Linked DNA regions of Drosophila melanogaster: region 1 is linked to region 2. A link is a contact called in public HiChIP or PLAC-seq data. All regions are on one chromosome and are shown on one strand. Each heading gives the region's core, a stretch centred on a gene start, on an enhancer-like site or on the middle of the called end of the contact. The rest is flanking DNA. Distances are from core to core; before and after follow the strand shown. Region 1 holds the start of CG15445. Region 2 holds the start of Tak1 (TGF-beta activated kinase 1).

Evidence for each region. HiChIP or PLAC-seq counts read pairs in DNA pulled down with a chosen protein or histone mark.
Region 1: an H3K27ac HiChIP or PLAC-seq map of the Kc167 cell line shows a contact between it and region 2, with 4 times the contacts expected there. The contact joins the promoter of CG15445 here to the promoter of Tak1 in region 2. A contact is called at or near these places in 3 of 107 Hi-C or Micro-C datasets (the D17-c3 cell line, the ML-DmBG3-c2 cell line and the S2 cell line) and 2 of 6 datasets of contacts at active chromatin or transcription factors (both in the Kc167 cell line).

Annotation. Positions count from the first base shown.
Region 1 is chrX:21,114,502-21,121,238 of dm6, reverse strand. CG15445 reads right to left here and starts at 4,078. Exons shown (of 5, transcript NM_134592.4): 1 at 3,835-4,078; 2 at 3,624-3,776; 3 at 2,468-2,923; 4 at 1,577-2,377; 5 at 795-1,460. The coding sequence starts at 3,743. The coding sequence ends at 981. unc (uncoordinated) reads left to right here and starts at 4,325. Exons shown (of 7, transcript NM_001298583.1): 1 at 4,325-4,523; 2 at 4,610-5,205; 3 at 5,499-5,783; 4 at 5,899-6,737. The coding sequence starts at 4,896. It also overlaps asRNA:CR44374.
Region 2 is chrX:20,523,462-20,530,022 of dm6, reverse strand. Tak1 (TGF-beta activated kinase 1) reads left to right here and starts at 5,095. Exons shown (of 8, transcript NM_079356.3): 1 at 5,095-6,124. The coding sequence starts at 6,056. It overlaps CG42579, which reads right to left and starts at 2,392. Exons shown (of 1, transcript NM_001169339.2): 1 at 1,980-2,392. The coding sequence starts at 2,358. The coding sequence ends at 2,059.

The DNA of each region.
Region 1 (6,737 bases), core at 2,829-5,328, 590 kb before region 2:
ATTTGGATTCTTGCTTTAATATAATTTTTTCAGATATAAAGTTTTGTTTCTTCAAATTATATTTTTATGTATATATCACGTGTCTTAGCTTAGCACTATAAAATAAACACAAGTATAGCCACAGACTGTACGATATAGGACATTTTCAGATATTTGAAGAGTATGATAACTACCAAATTCATTTTCCTATCACACCTAATTTCATGAGAGCAAATACTTTTACGGAAAAAAAAATCCAGTTGCTAAATTTTTCATTTCGCCCAACAAGGATGTAAAAACACATGTTTGCAACACATTTGCCGCAGGATACTTTAATCCTATGGCACCGTGCCAATTTGTACAAGACAACATTTTACATACTATTCACTCTGCGAGTAACGTGTATAAATAGAAAATTACTATTTTACACATATGTATGTACATACATATAGAAAACCAATTAGTTGACTTATAATATTTAGTCTTGGTGCTACTTGAATAAATAAATAAATTCTTTGCTAAGCAAAGCAAATACTTACAGCAAATCGTGTAAGTTCCGCTCAATTCGTCGACGGGATGAGCTTAGTGAGCGGCGCCCTTTGGCCTCGACAAGGTCACGACTGAACCCAATCAAGCGCCGCCGTCCGAGCCGGGGTCGAGAGTCAAGCGACAAAAAAAAAAACAAACGATAAAAAAAAAATAAGCAATGACCAGAGGCGCTAACAAGTTTCAGGTGGCTCCAAAAGGTGAATTCTCCCGCTGGCTCGGCGCAATCACATTTTGCAGTTGTCAATAGAAGGCATGTACTTATAAATCTCTATATTTTACTATTTGCCTAGTTGGACAAACAGCAGCCGGGAGGGGAGCTGAATGCCACTTAAGTGCCATTATAAGACTACGATTTGCAATATAGACAAGTCATGATTACAGTTATCTTGACAACCGGTTTCGGGTTTCTATATTTTTTTGTATAGATATAAAAAAGGCAAGTCAAATACAAGCTACTGCTGCAGCATATTGAAATACTCAGTCAGGATCTTCTCCTCCTGGATAAGTGGCAAGTCCAGGTATTCCAGGTCGCTCAGTTTGAGGTCGGAGTTAAAGCGCTCGTAGGCCTTGTACGTTTCAATCTCGACGCGAGCATGATTGATAACAGCTTCGATAATGGGCGCTGGCAAAGCAACTTGCGTCTGCCCGGAGGCGTTCGAAGTAGAGGGGCCGTCAAGATTTTGCCCACCATTTTCGGCCAAACGCCCAACGTGCTTTAAAATCGCTTTCAGCTCCTCCTCGCTCTCTATGGCGCACATCAGACTCTCGATGGCCTCTTCCATGTTATTTGATGCATTCTGTAGGGCCACGCGCGAGTCGTTCTCGTTGAATCCCAGTTGCAGAAGCTGAGCCAGTTTGGTCGTGTCTACGGTGACCGGAAACCATGGCGAAGCACCAGTAAGTTCGTCCGATTCTGTCTGCAGCAGTTCCACCTAAGAAAAAAATATTTCTATTATTTTATAGTTTACAAACACGTGACATCCATGAGATTATAGTTAAAACATACTGATCAATTCATGTCATTGAATATATTCTTGGCCACACTTACCGCTTGGAGGATATCATTATTAGAGCGCTGCAAGGCGATAGTGGCCAGTCCGCTCTCGAATCCCATGTCAGCAAGGCTGCAGACACTGCGGGGATTCACCCAGGTGCAATCTTTGGAATTGGAGCGCTTCAGGCGGCGCTCCATAGCACGCTCGGACGCTTTATATTTCATGCGTGCATTCTTGAGCTGCTGACGACGCTCGTGAATAAACTGAACAGCCTGTTCGACGGCGGTGCCGCCCTTGCAGGAGCGCAGGGCCATACGAGCCTCGGAGGGCTCGAAGCCCATATCGACCAGGAGAGCCAGTTGGTCGTTGTTGATCTTTAGTTCATTTAGCAGAGTTTTAGCCGCTTCGAAGCACTCAAATGCCTGATTGCGAAGATTCTGGTGGAAGAAGATCACGCCCTGGAGCAACTTAAGCCGCATAATTAAAGCCCTCTCGGGACAGTCCTTGCCCTTCAAGGAGTACAGCCTCTCCAAATTGTCGCCATAGCTGATGCCGAAATTGCGACTGCAGCGGGCCAAGCGATGCTCAGCATCCGGGAGCTGGGTAACGTTCTTCAGGCAAAAATAGCACCACACTATGTCGAGGTTCAGCAAAGCATAGTTATCCACGGACTCTAGAAACTTTGAGCCACAGGTAGAAAAATGCTCGTCGGCCTCCAAAAGCAGGAGCAGAGCCTCCTCAAAATGCTTGCGATTCATGGCCGCACGGGCCTTCTCACAGAATCCCAAACCCATGAGCAGGGCTTTATGCTCGGAAGGCGGCAAATACACTTGGCTGCCATTCTGATCCTCCATCTGGGCATGACACGAAAATACAAACAAGTGGTGTGATTTAAAAAACCTTCTAAACAACAACCTAAGCAACTTTCCTTCCGATTTACTCACCTCTATTAGGTTATTCTTCGAGGACACCACCGCCTCCACATCGGCCTTGATGCGATTGATCCTTTCGTACAGGGCTTCGCCAGAATTATCCCCATCGCCCACAATGACAATCAACTGCTGGTTGTTCTTCAACTGCTGGTCGGCCAAAGTGGCATTGGCGGACACCACTTTGCCGGCAGCGATGCACTTGACGTGCGCAGCATTCGGCACTTCCAGTTTCTTCGCTATGCATGCCTGGAGTTCGGAGCCCACGATGTCCAAGCTGCACTTCACTTCCACCATTGTGGCACCGCTGTGCTCGCCAACGCGGCGAACCTTCAACGTGGCAATTCCTGTGGTGCTGAACTCACGTCGGGCGGCCAGCGTACGGAGAGCATTTTCCTGCAGCTCGGTCAAAAAGAACTTGCAGCGACCTATATCGATGCCCAACATGCCGGAGTACTTCTGCGCCAGGTTCTTTAATGAAATGGATACACATCTTATTATAGAATAAAATATTATATATTATATTAATCCAAAGCTACTGAGTTCCTGAGTATGAATGCTGGTAATGTGCTATTCTTTTGACTACTATTGGTCTTACTTTATTTTTAAAATCCCTCAACCTCTATTTATTGAAAAATAAATAATAATTCAAGAAAGCAATCACATTTTCACACGCCAACAAATCTATCGGTTTAAAATCTTATTTTTATTCTAGGCGTTATAAATAAGTCGAAGCGAAACAGATCAAAAACCTATATAAGGAAACTAAATAATATCTTTGTCGTTACTCTTGTAATTCAGAATTATTAAAGTATAATAGGAATTTAAAAGATTCGTTTGTGCAATGTCATGTTGTTTTTTTTTTAAGTATTTTTAATTGGACAATAATATCATATGATCAAACTAATCAAACTAAAATAAGTGTTAATAATATGAACTTAGCTGAAGGTGTATATAAGTTACGGCTTGTCGAAACTAGCTTCTTACTTCTTCAAATGTGAAAAGAACTAACAAATAAATATATAATATATATATATATATATATATATAATATATGCATTTTGAATATAATATTTCTATATTGCCAACCGTATTTCAGGCATTCTTGTCATTTCCCCGACCACTGACTGGAAGGCATTTAGGTGTGGGGTGGTGGGCATATAGTACGTACTTCTAGTGCTCCCTCGATGCTACCAAGATCTTCGGAGTAGTAGGGCTCCTCCCACAGCTTCTCGCCATCGGACTGGAGAAGGGCGCGGATCTGGATGAGTAGGTTGTCGTTTTGTGACATTTTCGACGATGACTTGGCAAAAATTGTGGCGAACTGGCTGAAACTGACGCGTCACAAAGGATCGGGCATGCTCTAGATATTTACTATTTACGAGTGATGTGATGTTCTGGTTCTTCTTCTTCCTTGCACATGTGTTTCTACACGAAACAACAAAGAACGATGCGCAGTCGTTGATAATCGCGGGGTTGGGTGCAGTGGAGTAGACTTTAATTTTGGGCGGGTGACAAATAAGAACTATTTACGGAAATTTATTTAATGTGAACTGTGCTGCGTCTTCGTATGGGATAAGCTCTGCCTGGTGGAATCACCGCAATTGGGTCTTTTTTGTCGTTTGACACAACAACTGCAACTCGATAGCTATCGGCTCTTGCAGCACTCGGCCATCTGTCAGCCACAGCGAAACGCTTGCAAAAGCTGACTGACATGAACGTTCTGCCCGTTAATAGTCAAAGTCTTCAAATTTGGTTTTTTATAAAAACGCATTGGCAAACACAGCTGTGCTTGTTGATTTATATTATATTATTTCTATACCATTTAACGCAAGAAACTCATATTTCAGTTTCACCGTCAGTACGGCTGATGCACTTACTACTTAGCAATCAGCTGTTTTGCGGACAATTATCTATCGATAGTCAACTGCCAACTTTAAAGCGGAACTGTTTTGAATTAAAATTCAAAATATTATTATTGTGAAAAATACACCAAATACACGCTTCCACAAGAAGTATTGCTGTTTTAATATGGGCTCGGCAGTAAATACTGCCGCCGTTATAAGTATTAGTGAGCAATTACTTATGATAAATAAGCTTTTGCTTAGAATACCATTTCATAGAACTCAGTTGTCATATATTTCACTTAATTTTTAGAGCACGCTTCACATAGGCAACACAGCTGACGCCTTTAGGAGGACCAACCCCCGACGATCGAGTTGACCTCCTCCCCAATTTCACTCAGTTCCCAGGTGGCAGGGCAGGCTCCGTCGCACCTGTCACATTTCGCTGTTGGTGGTGAGTGTCTTGCGCTCGTGCTCGTTTTACCTGGAAAGTTCAGTTACTCAAACGCGGCGCATGTAAGCGGCGGTCAGAGGTTCTATCCGAGCATACGCAGACCAACTCTCGATCCCATCCGAGCCTCGAGTTCCTTCAGGACGGCATGAAGGTTCGCCACGTGCCGGCGAGCACGACAACGTTATCGTTCAGGGCGAAGCAGCGGGATGTGGGCGGCATCGGCATGCCTTGCGAGCGGGAGCGGAAGCACGAGGCCGCAAAGCGGGAGCGGGAGGAGCAGATTAAGCAGGAGCGGGCCACAGCGGCGTCGGCGACACAGCGGGTGCGCCAGCATAATCGAAGGATCAGCACCGACGGCGATCCCGCCAGGCGGAGAATGACGCAGTCCAGGGAGCGACTCCAAGCAACCGGACTGGGCAGACCAGGACCGTGCGGACCATCAAATATAACTAGAGGTGGGCCTATTATTTTTATAATAATATTAATATTTTTATTATTATTATTATAAGTATTATTATTATTATAACTATTATTATTATTATTATAATAATTATTTTTATTATTAATATTATTATTATAACTATTTTTATTATTATTATTATAACTCTAAGAAACCAGCAATCTTTATACTCCGACGTACACAAATTTGTTCGAAAAATAATCTTTTCAAATTAAAATATTCAGTACAATAAACCTTTACGAACTTAATAGCGATTCATATTCACTGATAATCCCATTTTGTGTTCAGTAACGCGGGGATCATCATTGCCCCCGGAGGTTGGAGCACACGGATACCGCACAGGAAGGCCTACCAGAAAGCACGTACCTATTCCTCAGGATCAGATTGAGGAGCAGGATGACTCCGATGCCAGGGCGGAACGGCTGAGGCAACAGCTCGAGGAACTGGCCGCGATGTCGGAGCAGGAGTTCGAGGTGAAGTTCCGCCAGTGGCTGGACCAGGAGGGGATTGCCCGGGAGATGCACTCTCACCTGCGGGTGGAGCTCATTCACTGCTTCAATAATACGGCACTCGGTGGGTTTGCTAATCAAACTAATGAAAGATATTTTACTATTTGGCATCTCAAAGTTTATTGAAAACCCCCTTTTTAATTTATTAATCGATCTAACCATAAATGTACCCGTTCCAGGCCAGCTCTTGAGCAAGGCTGCTGGTGTGCAGATGGCTCAGTCCCACGCACTGCTCGTCTCGCCACTGGCGATGGTGCTGCACACTCTGGTGGCGGAGTTTCTGCACTCCCAGAACTGCCACTTCACACTGTCGGTCTTCTGCAGCGAGACGCCGCATCGCAGCAACCTGCCGGACTTCCGGAGTCGGCCGGAGTTCCGATTCCAGACGGAGGAACTGCAGAAGGTCGTGGCCGCCATACTGGGAGAAAAAGAAGCTCTAGCGGATTCGGAATTTGGAAAGCTGGCGGAGGCCCACTACGAGGAGGATCTGGCTGGACAAACGCAGTGCTTGCTGATGGCTCTTATGCGAACGCTGGTGGAGATCAGGAGGTCCGTGCCTAAGCAGGAGGTGGAACAACCGGTCCCTGTCTCTCTGCAAGACACCGGCTGTCAAACGGAGCCCTCTGCCTGCGTGGAAGCTCGTCCCGAGGTGGACACCACTGGTCTGTATCAGACGGAGGAGCACGAGCTGATTCTGGGCGCAGATGGCCGAAGTGTCTTTGTGGGCGGTCGTGTCTCGCAATCTCTGCATTCCGTGGAGCAGCAGCTTAATCAGCTGATTAAGAATCTCCGCCATTTGGCCAAGTCGTGTGCTCCGCCCGTTGAGGTGATATCATCGACAAAATTCGAGGATCTCCTAATGAAGGAGCTGCGCGAAAGGGAGCGACTTTTGAAAGCTGGTCAAGCATTTAACCCGGGCGAACCGGTGATCAAAATTGCCACCGGGGACAAGGAAGAGGAGCATGAGGTAACCAGTGGCAGGAACCAGAAAGATGTGGTTCACTCCAACCTGGGACCC
Region 2 (6,561 bases), core at 3,846-6,345:
ATAATAGAAGCTGAGATAAGGTACATAAAACTAAAAAAAATATCAAATACCAAATATTTAGCATGTACTCTGAATATTCGAACGCAAGTAGAGGGCATCGGGACTTTCGAGTGTTTTTTACTTGCTACCACCACTCACATTTGAGCTTAAGTTCGCATTTCTTGTTGAATTTCATGTTAAGTTGCGTTCTGTGTCCCTTGTTGGATTTCATTTTTTTTTTTTCGGATTCTCTATAGACTTTAAAAACAAAACGCTGGGCACAACAACCAAAGGGGGCAGCATAAAAATAAAGTATGCAAAAAGTGAAACAAAAAGGAGCTCCGGGCACAAAGGATGCTAAGGATACAATAATATCCTTAAGCTACGAATGCAACATGAATTTGTCTTTGCTCGACTGGACTTCTCGACCGTTTCCCTCGCTCGGCGAGTCTCCTTGGCGAGGCCAGAAAAAGATAAATAAATGTACAGCCATATAAGGGGAAAAGTAAGACAAAAAAACAGAGCAGCAAAAAAAGGATACTCGAACTTTACAAATGCATGCACATTAGAGAGATTTGCGTGTGTGTGTGTGTGTGGGAAAGCAGGGAAAGCATTCACATGCGACGCATAAGATTACTACCCACACACTCGAAAAGCCAAACGTCCTTTGGTCCTTTTTGCCTTTGCCTTTGCCTTCAGCTTCGACACTTATTTTAATTTATTTCATTTTCATTTATGTACAACGCTTCAAATGTCCTTTTTCCTGCGCTGCCCTCTGTCTGCGTGTAATTAAATAAAAACGACTTACAGCCCCTCACCCACACACTCGCATCTCGATGCGTTTGAATTCTCCAGCAAGCTTTTACTTTAATTGCCCCAAAAGAACTTGGGATATACAAATAATATGGATCCTAAGATTTCGCAATCGAACAGAAAAAAACCGAAAAACAGATTGAAATCTTGCGAAATTGCGAATTCCCGTCACTTACGGGATGCTAATTCCGAAACACGAATACAATAAAAATACAACAAATATACCAAATATGCATGAATCATAAGTTACAAAAGGTATAATATTTAAAACATTCCGATACATTTTCAAAAAAAAAACCTATTAGAAGGCGTCTCAAGATTCCTTTCTTTTATACATTTTTATAATTTAGCAAAGGTCACTTTTAAAGAAAAAACATTTGATAAATGTGTTGAAGAATTTGATTTATTCACAGAAGATTCACGCCGAAACTCATTGTTGGCACCGGGGGATTGATTTGCTCCAACATGAGATTAGTTTCAGCAATTGGGCGAAGTGTCCATGGTCCAGTTGACACTGGGATGCCGGTGTTCTATTCTCAAAATGGCCATTCAAATGATTGCTATAGTAACGAGTGTTTGCCGTCTCCTGGTATCTAAAATATAACATACAGGTAGAAAGAACATAGTACTCCATTCTTCCATGGTTCTGAAAACAGGCAACTTGTATCTCTAATGCTCTGAACTCCTTGGATTTCTGGTCTACTTCCACTGTCAATCATTTAGCCCATTTGAAGTTCATTGGAGCAGTGCCTCGGCTGCAATGCGCTGGTGCCTCCAGGGGCTTCTGGTCATACCTGCAGTTCCGCTGGTAAAGCTTAAGAAAAACAAAACAGTTCCAGCTGTGGACATTGGTCATCGGCTGCCAGGTGTTCTGGATACTCATCCAAGGTACTCAATTGATATTCCATCTGCAAGGGCTTAACTTGTAACTTGGTGTTAGGATCGAATAAGGAATTTACTAAAGTTTTTAAATTAAAACAAGAGACACTTACCCGACTATCAGATACCCGTTACTCAGCTGGTGGAAATGCGAACGCTAAGTTTTATCATTTTTCTGGGATATCAATAGATATTTGTGAATGAAATAGGAAAACTAGTGTACCCTTTAACTCTACGATTAACTGTTATAAAAAGTAAATGCAAAAGAGAAAATGTGTTAATTAAAGCTCCTTAAATGGGATGCTCATAATATATTTATGCGTCAACACTTGAACCATTCGATAATACATTGGTATTTTGGAAATAGGCTAACAGAAATTGGATATACTATATTGTTTCTAGTTCTTCTTGGATTGTAGCCAGTAGATGAATGAATAGCTCATTCATTTGCTCATACTGATCCATCTGCCTTTCCAGGTCCTCTAGTTTCTCATAAATGCGCTGGAACTGCGAACGCTTCTTCTGGGTAGTCACATTTATCGTATTCAATGAAGCTTCAGTTGTCGATGAAGAAGCCCCTGAGGACTGCGAACCCTCCTTCGATCCACTCGGCTGCTCAGGATCCTCTGTCATCAAAGACTCGTTGTTTCCAATTGGATTTGCTTTCGCGCTCGACTCCTCTTCCATTTCTGAATTAGATTGTGCTCTGGATGTTGTTTCTCAGTCAAGTAGTGAAACGAAAGTGAACTAAATATTCCGGCAAAACGAAATATTATGACAAAAGAAAGCATAGCCAACTTGATCGAAAATCAATTTGAATTTTAAAATGCTTCATTTTATATCAGAACAGACCTAATTTGTTTCTTTCTCTCAGTTAAAAGACGAAATTTTCTAGTTTGGAAGGTAATCCTGTCAGTCAAGTTCACCGACCATCAGATACCCTTTACGCAGCTAGTGTGAATGCGAACGAGATATTTCATAATTTTTTTTTGAGAAATCGATAGACATTGGGTAATAAAATAAGAAAAAACTCAAAAATTATTCCAAAGTGTGGGCGTGACCGTCTATCGCAAATCGATAGAAATTCACAAGACTAATAAAAATGTGAAAAAAATATCAACACAGTTTTGTGAGGCTTGTGGGCGTTAGAATGGGCGTGGCAACATGGGTCAACAAACTTGAGCTGCGTCTTTGTCTCTGGAATCTGAATGCTGAATCTCACCCTTCTAGCTTTATATAGTTCCTGAGATCTCGGCGTTCATACGGACTGACGGACAGACGGTTATGGCCAGATCGACTTGGCTATTGATCCTGATCAAGAATATATATACTTTGTATGGTCGCAAAAGGCTTTCTTCTGTCTGTTACATATTTTTCAACGAATCTAGTATATCCTTTTACTCTACGAGTAAACGGTATAAATATGTATAATTTGTCAATACTACCGAAGAAAAAGCAAAGATATTAAAAAAAGATCATAACAAGATATTCATATCAGCGAAATGCGAGCGGGACTTTAATAATTACTCATAAATTAAATGCGCTACTAATTTAAAATCTAATTTAAATTCAGCAACAGCATTATAACAACAATAAAAAGACGGCTCGTTGCTTCAATTGTGGATCGTCTGAACACATGAAGAAAGATTGCAATGCTGGAACGAAGTGCTTTAAGTGTGGTGCTGTGTGCATATATGTGCATATATCAACAAGTTGCCCGCAGTCAGTTGGTTGGAAATTGGTGCAATTGGTAAAGGATTATACTAAATGGTATTGAAGTTGCTTGCTGGGTTGACACGGGTGCTGATGTTACGGTTGTGATGTACTCGGTGTACATGAGGCAAAAAGATGTTGTGCTAAGTCCATGTCGTTCTTTGTTGCGTGGCCTGGGCAAGGCGGCCACGTTGCCTCTGGGAGTTTTCGCTGGAGATGTTCAAATAGACGATATGGAGACTGTTCAAAACTTCATCGTGGTGGCGGATGAAAAAATGGAAGGTGATGGAAGTGCATTGGATACGATTTTCTATCGAAGTTTCAATTTACACTGGATGTAAATGGGTTTACGTTTTGTGTCGTTATCAGCTTGGCCTGAGGTAGCTAACATTAACCAGATAAGTATTCACGATTATGTTTGCACTGAAAGTAATGTGAATGCTCCTCCCCAATTTGCACCTATGATACGGAAGCTGATAGACGAATATCATCCAACCTCCAATTGTGCCGGATGAGAAAATTAAGACGTTTCGTCATCAACCAAGTCGACATCCGCCAGTTAAAGCCAAAGCCGTTAAAAAACAAGTCGATGACTGGTTAAAAGAAGAAATCGATTGACCATCTACTTCAAGCTTCGCCAGTAGAACTGTCGTAGTGAAGAAAAAAGTACGGCACTTACAGAATCTGTATAGGACTATCGCCAATTAAACAGCATGGTTCTCAAGGATTGCTTCCCTGTGTCGATTTCCTGCAATTCTACTGCGGCATTTATAAGATTTATAAACCACATATTCCCGAGACATTCTACAACTCTATATGGATGATATTATAATATATGGACAGACGAATGACGAATGTATTAAGAAACTAAAGTTGGTGCTATTAGAATCAGCGAAGTTCGGCTTACGTATAAAGTGAAAGAAATGTCATTTCATACGCACGATATTGGAAGAACGACCTTACAATGACCTTAAACTGAAGGGAGGAGTTTTATTCATGTTTGTCAAAGGAAATGATTTGCTTATTGTACCTAAAATAATCGAACGTAAGATTATAAACGAAGCTCATGGATTCGGACATTATGCAAACCAGAACAAACCGTACATTCTATACAACAGCAGTTTTGGATTCCACACCTAGAGAGCAAGGTCGAAAAGCTTATAGACGCGTGTATTCCGTGTATTATTACGAACAAAAAGCTGGGCAAACAGGATGGACTTTTATGATGCATTGAGAAAGGTGACAAGCCGTTACACAATATAAGTACATCTTCGCACTTGTTGGTGGATTTTTGAAATTCGTGTGGATTTTTACTACAAAATGTCTTAACAACAACTGGAGTTGCCAGAGGAAATGGGCGGGTAGAGAGAATTAAATAGATCTATCTTATCGTTTTAAAAATACAACAACGATTGAAAACTCTCGAAATGGGATGTACTGGCGCCATCTATCGGAGGTAATAGGTACCCCGAGACGCATGCAAAGCGCCAGAGGGCGACACAGCTCCTCTGACGAGATGGCATCACTATTTTTATTGGGAGTATTGGTATCTCGGGTGTAAAAATTAAATTGATGCCTAATTTTTGAAAATATGTCACACAAATAATAAGTATCTTTTAAGTGGATAGATCCATTGATGTCGCTGGAATTAAAAATACAAATACCAATGTTATCGTTATCGGCGAGTCCACACTGTGCTAGGCAAAAATATCGACGTACCTTGCGCCCGATATCTGGCACTAATGTATCGATGACGGTCTTGTTAAATTATTAAAAAAAAAACAAGTTTGTACTTGAAAAGTACGGCGTATATCTACAGCGAAGAACGCAAGAACCCGCCAAGGCAGCGTCCGATGCAGACGCCATCTGTTCAAGCATTGAGCCCGGAATCCGGAGGAATCCCGGCCAGGATGTGATGTGCGCACTGGGCCCTCTCCGCTGGTCGATATAAACTCGTGCCCCCCTCTTCTAGCCACCTTCTTGCTGTCAACCGCCTGCTCATTCTACCCCACAGTTCCAGTCCCAGTCCTGCACAGCAATCATCTTCGCCTGGAGAAGTCTACCGGTAGCACGAGTGGTGGAACCAGGCAGACTACAAAGGACACGGAGACCGCGGTGTCTGGGAAATCGGCTGAGCACGGAAACCGATCCACTAGGGTTGGCATCACGCACCACTTTGTCCAGGAACCTGCAGCTGAGGAATCTAGATAACATCTGAAGTCTCCTGGGAACTGCGAAACACACCATATCTTAGCAAAATGACGTGGTAAAAGTTGTCAGTCGCAATCTATACAAAGGCAAGAAACTTTATGATGAATCCAGGTCTAGATCTTGCAAAGATTCCGAAAACTCTGTCCCCAAGAGGGAACCAAAGGCACAGTTAGCCAGCAATGAAATCGGGAACCCACGGAATCGTAGCCACTAAAAAGGCGAAATCCCGGTAATTCTACCAAAATAGCGCACCACCTGGACACCATAGAAGAGAGCCTTAAGGCAAGGAATCGGTGGCATACTTGGACAGTTGAAGAGAACTTTAAATCTGGTAATCAGCGGCGCCAAATGCAACTGCAACTGGTAAACTAGTACTCATTTGTAAGCCAAAACACTGACAAACAAAAGCTGCATCTGAAAAGCAAGTAGAGAACACCAGGATACTTAGCGTTCCACGGAGATGGCCACAGCATCGCTGGACGCACTGCAGGCAGCCTATGTGGACTTCAGTGAGATAACACTAAGAGAGGTGTGCATACCAAACGGAATATACCCAAAGTCTAGAGCTCCTATTGGTGTATACGTATACGCAATCTTGAAACGATAAACAACCAGTAATCATATACCATTTAGGGCAGAGCAAGTACTCATTCTTAGTTAGTCAGACGATTATCGCACTTTCAAAAAGCATGTTTTAATCTATAAACGGTTATTTTTTCGTTTTAAAAGTGTATGCTTTGTAACAGCTCTGTTAAAAAACCCAAGAAAGGTTTTATATTTTAAACTTACGCATTCCTAAATGCTTACATTCGTTTTAGGATTTCGTTTCAAACTTATTAAAACAAACTACAGACTGTATACAAATATCAGCATATTTATTAACGATACGATCTTATCAGTTTGATAAGAAACGAATTTCAAATTTACCCATCACAATGCGTTCGTGTGTTCTACTTGAAGTCAATT